Regions from separate parts of the Gossypium arboreum genome. Here all the other regions are linked to region 3. A link is a contact called in public Hi-C data. All regions are on one chromosome and are shown on one strand. The core of a region is the stretch at or near the end of the contact, and the rest is flanking DNA. Distances in the headings are between cores, read along the strand shown.

Region 1 (4,158 bases), core at 1,402-3,901, 560 kb before region 3:
TGAAAAATAAAAGAAAATAAAAAGGCTAGCTTCCCATCTACCTAAAATATGTGATAGGAAAAGAACTAACCATTGCAGGGTCGTTTGAAGAAAACTCTAGTGAACCAACCCGTTTTGGAGAAGCTGGTGCATATGAGGGACGAAACAGAGAACTCTTCCCACTAAAAGGCTTTGACCAGTCTGAGCAGAATCCACCAACCGCAAAACCATCAGACCCTTGGTATGAAGAGCAAAGACTGCTGGAGCTTCCAAAGAAGTTTCTTCCTCCATCAAATGATCCTGACTGAGGAAGGTAATTGGTTCCCAGCCCAAATCTTTTTCCAACCAATTGTTGCTCAATATTTACAGGACACTCTAAATGAGAAAACTGGGCCTTTGAAGTAACATGTGGAATATTTCGGGAAACTGATGGCTGGTGATAAGATGAATCTATGGTGATGAAATGCCTTGCATTGGACAGCCCGATAGGATCCCCAACAGGAGGCAGATAAGATGAAACCGGAGCATAAGCTCTTTGTTGCATTTGTGGACTATGCCCAAGACCATGAAACCCAAGAGATGCAGTTTCATTGTAAATGTCCTGGGTAAGGTAAACAAAAGTAACGCCTTTGTAAGACATATTCATAGAAGGAAAGAAAATAACAAATAGTAATAATAGTAAATGAAACAAATAGTAATTATCATAAATGATTGGAAAAGATAGTAGGTTTACACACATGAAAACCATTGTCCAAACCCTCAGCATTAACATATGGAAGCAATGAACTCTGTTTATGAGCTGCATTCCAAAAGCATAGAGAAAACTTCATGAGTAATGAGCAAAGTAAGAAAGAGCATAATGTGCCATACAAAAAGCTTATTCTGCCAGCCACAACCGTGCTAACTAGCTGCCTAAGCAACCGTAGCCCATAAAATTGCATGTCATGCCTCACATCCAATTTAGAATCACCTTCAGTGGAATCTAAAAAAGGAAAAAAAATTATTGTTTCTTAATACTAACAGGAAAAACATCAACCTCAAACATTAAAAATGATATGCAACTATTAACATAAGTCCAGTATAGACTTGGAGACAATTTGATAAAACTTCTAATTCAATCATAAGCCAACATGAAAAAATTCTGTAAATCAAAGATCAGTTATTGATACTACGAAGGAACCACAATGTAATCATACAAAGAAGTTCTTCTGCCATAAGGTTTGTAGATTCTATCTTCAAATACCACCGCTATGTTCCCCACATCAAATAGATTAGAAGTCAAATATTGAATCTTTTTAATTTCACTTTGACCAGAAAGTGGAAAAAAATATTTACAAGATGAATTGCTTACAGCAAAATAAGTTACCCTTCCAATCAGCACAAGAATGAATATCAGTTCCCTAAGAAATATCCAAGTTGTAAACCTTATACTGATACACCATTAATCTAGATTTCTACATATATTTTAACATACATGAAATCAGAAACTAGGTTAACAGAAACAAGATAAAGTTTTATATGACAAATGCAGAGGAACTAACCTTCTTGATGGAACTGTGCCTCAGGAGAATAGGCATTCGGCAAATAGGTTGTCGTGGACTCAACAACAGATGGCATGAATCCCGACTGATGGGATGAACCATCCCTCAAGGAACCAACAGCTATCAAATCCTGTGCAAATAAATGAACAAATAACAACATCCTAAGTAATGATCAATTATAAACAACAGTTGTCAGCAGAGCGCAGCGGTTTAAAACAATGGCAATATCAATCTAATCAAGGCAACCAACAAAATGAAGCAATGCAAGCAACAATATACCTTATTAGTCAAAGCGTTCGGGTTAGAAAGGATGTTGCTATCCAGAACCATAACGTTGAAAACCTCTGCCGAGTCTAGAATTCCAAAACCATTGTCAAAATCTTTGATTAACCAACAAATATTGAACAATAATGTGCAGCATGTAAGTAAACAAGTACGTCAAACATTGAAAACATAAACACATAAGAATAGATCATAACTGTCGAACAATTATGGTTACGCGATGATACTATTTGTTGCCAAACGCTAATTATGTCTACGATCATCTCCAATAATATCCTTTAAATAAATAAAAGAAACCAGCAAAACAATCTCGCAATAGATTCCACATTTCTCATTCGATACTTCCATAAAATCAAACAAGAACACATCAAAAAAAACCAAAGAGCTATATTGAAAATTTACAGCCTAAAAAAGAAGACATAAATCATATCTCATATTTCAATTTTTGTTTGTTGGTTTACGGAATTATGATTCAACGGCGACGTACCAGTAGAGGTCATTCGATCAGAAGTTTGGTGAGCCATTGGCATAAATTACAGACGAACAAAATGTAAGTTTTAATAATAATAATAATAATAATGAATTGAAAGATAAGTTTTGGTTTGATGAAATATTTTGGGTTGGAGATCGAGATTCGAGAGAGCAGGGGCTCTGGAAAGGAAGCTTATTTTTGTTTTGTTTTTTTTGGGGGGTTAATTTGGTGAAGAGCTGTTGTGTTAAGAAGCAGAGAGAAGCGGGGGCATTGGGAGTGATGAAGGAGAGGGGAGGGGGGGGGAGGGAAGGGAAGGGAAGGAAGGAAATATCTGCGTGTACCGAAGAGTTGGCAAGACACCACTCGTCCACCTGCTCCCCCCTACCATAGCAGTTTTTCGCTTATGTCACTTTACGTTACTCCAATTTTTTCCCTTCATATTCCTTGTTTTCTATTTATTCAAATAATATAATGATTTTATTATATTACTTTTATCATACTCTCAAAATATGTTTTTAAATATTAATTATTGTAGTTTAATTTGGATTCTCATCAACCCTTTATTGAATAATTTGAAGTAAAATTTTATTTGAATGTATAACTCATATTTTAGATTTAAAACTGTATATAATTTTTTTCAAATTTAAATATATATTGTGTATCTGTTAATATATATTAAAATTTTAAATTTTAATTATAAACTTAATATAAATTTTACAAATATATATTATGTTTGTAATTTAAAATTCCTCTATATTTGTATACCCAATATAAATGAGAAGAGTAATTTTATATTTTCACATTAAAATTGTTCATCTAAAAGCCAAAAACATTTAAATTAGTAAGAAGGTTCAATTTCTTCATCTCTTTTTTATTTTTCATGTTCTATTTTCCATGATTTCTATTTAGAGATGCTTTTAATTTTTCATCAATTAATTTTTTTCTAATTCCATGTTTAGTCCATTCCTCAGTTTTGAGGAGTTATTCATTCCACATTTTATCGTTAATAGTCTAATCAACTATTATTTTTGACAAAAATATATTGGAAAAAGATTTTATGATTTAGGTTAACAATGAATAACTTTTAATCTAATAGTAATTGAAATAGAAATATACCTAAACATTTTAGGTCAGAGTTTATTTTAATCAATTTGATTTAATTTATTGGCATGGGAATATGCCTGTGTAACTATATTAAGTTAGATTTTAATTTCTCGAAAAGGGTTAAAGAAAATTTAATACTCAACTTTGTTAGAATAAATTAGGTGGAAGTAGAATAATTAGCTATAAATTGGATAAAATTGTAATCTTTAACTTTTTTTTATATTGATTAACTACTCCTTTTAATTTGTTTTGTTAATTTTATTTGCTAGATTTAGTTTTTAAAAATATTCTATCAACGATTTATTTTGATGGGATATAAAGTAATAGTTGGTGATTATTAGCTCTTTGTGGGAACGATCATATCATACTACTTGTTACAATAGTATACTTGCACTTGTGATATTTGATCAAGTAGTCAAAATCTTGAATTATTCCTGCTAGATTTAGAGACTGAGAAGGTTTCATGAAGACTTAGAAGACTTAACATTCATTTAGACATTGAGTTTGAGGAATTAATTACAAGGGACATCAATGTGAATGCTAATGCTAATGCTAATGCATGAGCTCTTTCTACTGCTTCGGTGTCTGCTAGAGATTATGTTATATCTCACGTCAAAGCACTCAAACTAGTATTTGCTTTTTGATGGTGGAAGTAAACAACTTTTAGAGCAAGCTAGTGGTTATCCAAAAGGTTGAAGCATACTTCTGGATTTTCTCATCAAGATTCCAATCAACATTTGGAAAAGTTAATTAAATTATGCAATATATTTAAGTTAAATG
Region 2 (4,333 bases), core at 391-2,890, 720 kb after region 3:
GAAATCTACCAAATAACAAAAAATATTTTACAGATTCTTTCAAAACACCAAAAATATTAACTTTTCTAAAAAATAAATTATTTTTCAAAATTATTTTTCTAAAATTATTTTCAGTGAAACAAATAAAACCTTAAATATAAAATTAATTTGAGTTACTCTCATAATAAATATGATGTCTCACATTTAAATTTAACAGCCGAAAGTGCAGAGTGTAACATTTACCCCACAAAACGATTTGGCATCATTTTAAATTTACCACGATTTTGCACTGCAATTGATTTAGAGATTTAAAGCTTTTGTAGAAGCTTAAAAAAACTCTCTTATATTTTTTTATCTTTATCTTTAACTTTTTATTTTTTAAGTTTTAATTTATACAGTTATGGGGCAAAAGTTGTCTGGTTTTGCGTTTCTTTTTACTTTTTTAACCTTTTTTCATTTTAAGGTTTTTTAATTTTAAATTATGTCAGGATAGATTTAATGTATCACATTTAATAATAAAATTAATGATTTTAATAATTGAATGATATAATTCATATAATCTCAAAAGTTTGATGATGTAATTTAAAGTTTTGAGACAAATTTAATGTAAGAATTAAGTTTGGGAAAATATGGTGCAATTTACTCTACTTGATTTATACATGGAAGAGTATTTTCCTAACTTTTATTATTGACATAGTGATTGGTTGACTTGTGACATTAACTCACTTAGGGTTTAAACAATAATATCTATTATTATATTTAAGTATTTTACTGAACTAGTGTCAATTTCAATTGAATCATCAATTTAATAATGAATTTACTAAAATTCATAATTTTAATGAGCAATAAATATAATTTGAAAGGTAATTTTGTTTCTCTTATTATATTTAAAAGTTTCTTTAAGCTTGTTTTCTTTTGAAACTTTTTGAAACAATTGAGTGTTTCTTTTAAAATTGTTAAAGCTATAAAACATTTCGTTTTATATTTTTTTTAGTTCTTTAAAAATATGTTCAAGTCGAAAGATAGTTTAGTTTTCATTCCCAAATTGTTAAAAAGTAAAAATCATTCTTTTAACTTTTCTTTTTCTTTATTAGATCTTTATGAGAGAGTTATGTCACCCTCAATTAAGTTATCAACTTAGTAATAAATTTACTAATATATATATATATATATATATAATTTTTAATAGATAATGGCTATTATTTTGAGAGTAATTTTATTTTTCAGTATAAACTTTATAAAAATACTTATGCATAATAAGATCACAAGTCAATATATTATGATATTTAATCTTTTAATTTTACCATTTCAATTATAGTAATTTTATTAATATATTATTTTTATATTTATTACATACATTTTTACTCTGTGACAAAATCTAGTATATACTTCAAAAATTTAGAGATAAAAACATATATTTTTCTTACTCCAAAAATAATACTTCTTTCAATAAAAAAATAATTTCAAAATTTCTTTCAAATAAAATTAGGTAAAAGAAAAACGGTTGGGCTGCGTTAGGTTGACGCAAAGAATGATCCGCTAATTGATAGACAGTAAAGCGGGTGTATAAACGATCCAAAAGAAAGAAGGAACACGCTGGCAGCCCCTTGTCCTTTAGATTTTTATGATTCAAATTCAGCCGCTAGATGAATCCTCCTATAAATACACAATTTTGGATGGGCTCGGCTGGTCTCTCCTATTAATTCCTGTGTCAGTGCCCTTCTCTGTTGACGGCTCAAACTCTGATAAACAAAACGAAAAATCGATGGATCCAGACGCTGTAGCCAAGGCTTTTGTCGATCACTACTACTCCACATTCGATGCGAACCGGGCCGGTTTAGCCAATCTCTACCAGGAACGTTCCATGTTGACCTTTGAAGGTCAAAAGATCCAAGGCTCTCAGAGCATTGTCGCTAAGCTAACCAGCCTTCCTTTCCAGCAGTGCAAGCACAATATTACCACCGTCGATTGCCAGCCATCTGGCGCTGGCGGCGTCCTCGTTTTCGTCTCTGGAACACTACAACTTGCCGGCGAACAACATGCTCTCAAGTTTAGCCAGGTAGCTCTCTTTGCATCTTTTGTTTTATTTTGTTTTTTTGGGTTTTTTATATGTACTTGAGCGATCGATCTAAGGCTAATCTGTGTGACACTGTTGATCTCATCGGTGTTATCGATGGTATTAATTTCGCGATTCGATTTGTTAGTGATGGATCTTTTAAGTGAGTTTTTGATCTGTTGTAACTCCCTCTTGAATTTTTTTATTTATTCTTCAGGATTCTAAGAATTGAATTGGCTGTTTAATGCATATAAAACTCTCTGCTGTTTACATTATATTTCAGTGATCGCTTGTTTTCCATTCCTTTTGATAACTGAATTAATAAGGGAAACATGTATGATATACTCGATATAATTAACAGTGTCGATTTCATTAAACTGTGTCATGAATTTTCAAAGATATAGATATTTTGGATCCACCATCTTGCCGATGGAACACCTGCTATTTCTTATTTTGTTTTGCCCTATGTGGCTCTGCATATGGAGTTGACTTATATGATCGTCTGTGATGATTTTTTGAGATTACAAACATCACCGTTACCCCATATTCTTATTTATTTATCTGGATAAAATAAGGATCTAATTAAATTTTTAAAATAAGTGTTGTAAGATTGTCTATGATTCCTGTCTGTATGTTTACGTGTTATAAATAATTGTAGCAATCAAGAGTTCTTTTGTTCCTGAAGTTTTTTTATCATAGGCAAGCCTTCGGTTGTTTATTTTAATCTTTTATGCTTGCCTATTACATTTTTCGCATAAGAAATAGATGGTGGGTGCTCACATTGCGTACTGTGAAAGATTATCAAACATCTTCTCAATGTTGTTTCTTGGCAACTCTATCGTGAGCATGATATAAAAGAAAAACCAGTGATATCTCTCCTCAACTGTAGACATTGATGATTTTGCTTGTGACTTATATGCCTTGCTTTCTCGTAGAGCAAACTTATATAGTTTGATACGTATTTATGGCTCAACGTTCTGTTTAATTTTGTGCAATAAGGGCCTCTTTTTATCTAATGGCTAAACTCTGAAAAAAGTACTTTTTTAAGAAGGCCCTTAATACTTGTATTTATACCTCATGCAAGTTCTTACCCTTGATTTTTGCCTATATTCAAATGAGAGATTGATTTTTACCTAAAACCTGGAAAGTTAAAGGCTAATTTAGGTGTAACAAACGTATAGGAGCTTATTTGCAACGAACTGCTTGTGATATTTTGACATCAAGCTTTATTAACTGAGTGATTTTGGGTTTGCTTTTGGTCTCAGATGTTTCATTTGATGCCAACACCACAAGGAAGCTTTTATGTGTTGAATGACATATTCAGGTTAAACTACGCGTGAAGAAACAGAAATCACTACAATTAATCAGGTGATGGGAATACAAATCTCAAGGATTTATAAATCTGGTTATCTTTTAGACATTTTAAATGAAAAATGGAAATATTTTTTGGTTTAATTATGTGGGTGGGTATGATGGTTTCCATTCCAGTCTCCATATTTCAGAGACGTTGTTGTGATTGGTGGAGGACGCAGTCTTCTGAATTGGATGAATGTTGGATGTTTGATTAAAGACTTGTTTTTAGTTAAAGCTTATGGCTCTTTGAAACAGATTTTCTATCAATAAATCACAGATTTTTGTTTCCATTTGAGAGATTGGCAGAGCTCGCGAGTCTTGGCTTGGTTTGGTACTTTTGTTTCCAGTATTGAGGTTGGATATTGTTGTTGGTATCGAATTGCTTTTCTATTTCCATCTTAGTATTTTCTTTTCTTTTATAACCACTAAATTTAATTACTGAAATTGGTGGTGGAACTTCCATCAGTTTTATAGATAATGGATGATCAGAGCTCACAACTTATATTTCGGAAGCAGGCACGGTAGAAGCTGTTTAGTATATAAAATTTTGTTTTTATATTATAGCATTTCATTGGTTTTTTTTATCTTGTATGATGCATGAATTTTTTATTTTTTTATTTTTTATTTTTTTGAGAAATAAGGAACAAGTATTATTTGGCAGTTAAACTAGGGTTGGATACATAATTTGGCCATGGGCATTGTCGAAAAACATATGGCCTAATCATATATGAGGGTCAACAAACACAAAATAAATCATTTAAGAGAAAAGATGATTTGAGGGTCGAAGTTGTAAACTACTTCCCATATGAGCTAAATCATTAACACACTTATTCCCTTAATGAAAGGCATTTTGCTGAGAGTTATAATTCATAAAAAGGGACCATAGCATCGACTTTTATTTCAATATAATTTATGTTAAGTTGTTGAGCTAAGATTACATTGTCT
Region 3 (4,505 bases), core at 838-3,337:
CCATGGGCGTGTGATATGGCCGTGTGTCCCCTGCACCTAAAAATATTAAGTCAGAATACATGGTAGTAAACACACCGGTAGAGACACGGCCGTGTGTCTCAATCGTGTGACGGACACGGCCTAGCACACGGGCGTTTGTCTTGGCTGTGTGTCCCTAAATGCATGCTGACGTCATTAATAGAATACTCGATTTTTTGGACACGGGCGACCACACGGGTGTGTCTAGGCCGTGTGAAGGACACGGGCCAGGGACATGGGCGTGTGTTTGGCCGTGTGAAAACCCCTGTAGGTTCGAAATGAGAAATAAATTCAATTAATTCCACACGGGTAAAGGCCACGGGCGTGTCCCAAAGCACACGGGTGTGTCCATTATCTCTACACGGGCGTGTGAGGCTTAACCTAGCAAATTTTCCAGGAACTTTCTCAAGCTCTTGGTTTGATTCCGGACCATTTTCAATGTATGTTTTGGGCCCTGTAAACCCATAATAGGGACACTAAGATGTTGTTTGATTGGCTTCAAATTGGAAAGAAATTTTATAACTCGTATTTCCAAAAATGTCCAAGTACATGTCTGGTAACGCCTCGTACCTAGTCCCAATCTCGGGTACGGTAAGGGGTTTTACATCACTAATGGGAACATATATGGGTCGTCCACCCAGGGACGTAGAAATGGTAGCCTACGCCAGACCCATGATTGCACCAGGAGCAGACAACCACCGACACATGAAAAATAGAAAGTGTGATTGTACACTTGACGCATGAAAAATGGAAAGAGTGTGTCTTGGGCCTCTATCTTTCCACTAATGTGCTAATGAGTGTAGGATCGAGTTTGTAGCCCCTAAGTATACGAGACGCATGCAAGAATCATATGTCTTACAAGTAACTACAAATTTCGATGTTAGAGCTCTTTGACAAGGTATGTATGAACCCCTCCAAAACACGATCATTCGCCTATTTATATTGAAAAATAAATTAATTTAAAATATTTTAAAAAATAAAAAACTTTAAATTTAACTTCATTGAAAAAATGAAATTTAAAATTTTGTCTTACCAGTATCGCTTGAGCAGCTAAAATGTGCTTGTCGTCGAAACGAATCAGAGGGCTTGCCATTCGTGAAAAATTAATCGAAACGAATAATATATGAAAAAATTAAATAAAAATATAATATTTTTAAACAAGCGCATTGAAAATTTTAGAACAAAACTTGAGAAAATTGAGAGAATTGAGAGAGTTGAGAGTTTAGAGAGAATACAGAGAGTTGAATTTTAGTGAAAAAATGAAAAATGGCTTTGTATTTATAGGAAAAAAATTACCGTTAGCCCTTAAAATTTTTACTGTTACCAATATTTAAAAAGTTGTTGGGAAAATGATCGTTGAAGGAAAACACGTCCTCTAAAAAAAACCTATTTCCCTAATTTAAAAAAAGGTCTAAAAGGCTAATTAAAAAAAACATATCTTTCTAATTTAGTTGAAAATTTCTATTATTTGATTATTATTATTATTATTGATTCTGAAAAGTACTTAAAAAGCTAAATCACTAAAAATATTTATTTTAATTGATTTAATATTTTCAATTGATTATCAAAATAAGGCCTAGGTTTCAAATTTTAATTAAATGATTATATTATTTTTAAATGTAATTATATTAAGGTGAAAAGATTAAAATTGTATCAACTAGTATAAATTTGTACGCATCAATACAAATCGATATTTGATTAAATAAATTTAAATGTACCAAACAATTAAATTATACCTAAAATATAATCAAAATGAAACATAAATTACTTGATATTAATTTAAGATCGAAAAATAAGTATTCAATAAATCTAAATGCACTGAAATAATCAAATCATACTTAAAATATAATCAAAATAAAACTTAAATTGGAAAAAATAAGTATGGATGGGTATGGTGGATACTAAAATGATTATAGGCCCAAATCTAAAATCTTTTGGCTTTTTCTTTTCACTTCAATGCTAGTAAATTCTTATGAATATACCTTTATTATTCAAAAAGTTAAAATAAATTTATATTATTTAATTCAAATAAAAATATTTTATATACAAGAGAAGAGGAAAGGGCAAAAATGAAAAGAAAGGAGAAAAGTGGAAAAGAAGGTAGATGCATACATACATACATATTGGAGTGAAAATCAAGTGGGATCATTCATTACAATGACAAAGTTGCGTGCGGGTCAGAATTATTACAAGAAATTATCGTAATAATGGCCACTGACGTGTAAATAGATGACTGGCTAACTCTCAACAAAGGGAGAAAGAGAGCAGCATTTTTTGTTGGTGGTGTTGGAGTAGGGGAGGGGTTATTGGGGCATGGAAGGGCTGGCCATGCTTAGGCAGCTCATCGGTCAGCTTCAAGACCTCTTGCATCTCTACGGCTCTCCTCCTCCGCCGCTTCCTCCGTCCTCTCCTTTTCACCTTCTTCACCTCCACCAACTGCCTCATCCTTTCCACGACCACCACCGCAGGTTCGTTTCCTTTCCTTCTCTCTTTACATAGATCTCTTCAATTTTCTGTTTTTCTTCTCTCGCCTCACATTTTTTTTATGTGCTAATTTTGAATTCTTGTCAGATTTATTCATCTAGGATTCTGTATTTTTTTTTTTTTGGGGGGGGGGAGTGTAATGAGGTGGATTAATGGTAGATTACCTTTGTTATCCGATAATGTTAATTTCTCTTCCTTGCATTTCTCGTTGTTTAGATTTTTGTTTATTTTCTGTTATGCCACTGCCGTTTTGTTAATTTTTATTTTCAGGGGATTTCGCATGTTTACTGCATTTGAATTTTTGGCCATTTTTTACATTACTAAACTATTTTATACCTCTTTTCGACGAAAATAGTAAGTTCATTCAAAATTTTAGTTTTCAGCATGTATCTTTCATCGTATTCCAATCATGTAGTTTCTTTTTTTTTTTTACCCCTTTTTGCCTTTGTTTTCCTTTCCCTTTTTTTCAATTTTCAGTTTGCTTTGTCCCCTCCCCCAAAACCCTCCTCTCATCTTTATTAAGTGTTCATGCTGCTGTGTTTTTTTTTTTTTTAAGTTTTACATATTGTGATGGTCAATTTTGAACTTGTTGGCGATTGCCTTTTGATAATTGATGCTTGAATATCTTTCTTCTTAGTTGATTAGCATGATTATGATTGACTATGAAGATGGAATCTCATTTGTATCTGTTTACTATATGATTTCCTTAGAACATGAACTTAAACTTATAATTCTTGATTAATTTTTAGTCCACTGACTAATCAGCTCCTTTCAATTTTCCTTCACGTTCCTACACGCAAAAGGAAAATAGAAAGTTAATTTACTAGTTAATTCAACAACGTCCTGGGTGTTTCGAGTAACAAAGAGTTGTTGTACTACTCTTGGAAGTTCTCCTTAAAGATTGTATGAATGAATGTTGAGTGGCCTAGCTCTCTGGTTAATTTATAATGCTCTGCTTGCCTTTGCTCATTTGTCAATTCCCTTGTTGATAATTCATCATAGGTCTCTCTCTCTCTGTCAGTCTTCTTTTACAGGGTATTCTTTATGCAAAAGCATTCATGGCAATGTAACAGAGCGTATGGTTGAAAGTTTCTATTATTAGTGCATTTAATTGATATTGCTGTCAACATACTGTTGGTATAGCTGGATGAATAGAGGTCTTTGGCTGTGCAATGATTTGAGTTTACTCTGTTCAAACGATACCTTAAACATCCTGTTGCACATATTCTGGATCCATAAAACTGACTAAAAAGTACAGACTTACTGGTGAAAACAATCTCAATGAATTGTGAGAATCATGTATACCTAATTTTGTAGAGGGCTTTTTCGTGGTCCAGTTGTACGTCTCTATATTGTTTGACCACTCTTTATGCAATTATTACAAATTGGGTTGTGTAGTATGAATATTATGTTCATTATTCTGATGCAATTGAGTTGAAGGTCTTGACCTTGTATTCTGTCCCTTGATGTTTTGGTCCAAATTTATACCAAGATTAATTATTAGAAATTGCTCTAGACTAATCAGGTATTCTATTCCTGACATTCTAAGGACTAAGAGCGAGTAACTGGTATTTTTCAAGTATATCTTCTTTCAACTGTTAATAATGAAAAATTAGTATTCTTCATAACTACGATAGGTACCTTGTATCCACATAGTCCAATATTAGTGATCAGGCAATTTGAGAAGTTGGTCAAGATCAATATAAAATGTTCACATATCTTCTTTCATATTTAATCATGAAAAATAGGTGAACGTTAGCTTCTATCTGTTTCATGGAAAATAACATTTAAAAAAAATGATTTCTTTATTACCCCAATACTTGTTTTGTGATTAAGCTTTTCTAACAAAGAAGTTCGGTGGTCAACATCTATCTTGCTAAGTTTCATTTGAGATTCTTTTTTAATGAAAATATTTGGCAAAGGCCAGTAAGGAAAATTGTAAGGTGCATTTGCATTATTATGAAGATGTTGTGGCATAAGGTGCATATGTTTGGAAACCTGTT

The links. A called contact is a pair of places that touch in the nucleus more often than the background predicts.
Region 1: a contact with region 3 is called in a Hi-C map of leaf, with 3 times the contacts expected there. The contact joins the promoter of LOC108458181 here to the promoter of LOC108467312 in region 3. A contact is called at or near these places in 2 of 5 Hi-C or Micro-C datasets (both in leaf).
Region 2: a Hi-C map of leaf shows a contact between it and region 3, with 4 times the contacts expected there. The contact joins the promoter of LOC108467720 here to the promoter of LOC108467312 in region 3. A contact is called at or near these places in 2 of 5 Hi-C or Micro-C datasets (both in leaf).

Annotation. Positions count from the first base shown.
Region 1 is chr2:66,553,275-66,557,432 of ASM2569848v2, forward strand. It overlaps LOC108458181 (YTH domain-containing protein ECT2-like), which reads right to left and starts at 2,652. Exons shown (of 8, transcript XM_053024888.1): 1 at 2,290-2,652; 2 at 1,800-1,873; 3 at 1,521-1,650; 4 at 717-961; 5 at 71-580. The coding sequence starts at 2,332.
Region 2 is chr2:67,832,714-67,837,046 of ASM2569848v2, forward strand. LOC108467720 (nuclear transport factor 2B-like) reads left to right here and starts at 1,641. Exons shown (of 4, transcript XR_008278790.1): 1 at 1,641-2,038; 2 at 3,301-3,403; 3 at 3,666-3,742; 4 at 3,855-4,054.
Region 3 is chr2:67,111,482-67,115,986 of ASM2569848v2, forward strand. It overlaps LOC108467312 (F-box only protein 6), which reads left to right and starts at 2,088. Exons shown (of 2, transcript XM_017767937.2): 1 at 2,088-2,486. The coding sequence starts at 2,332.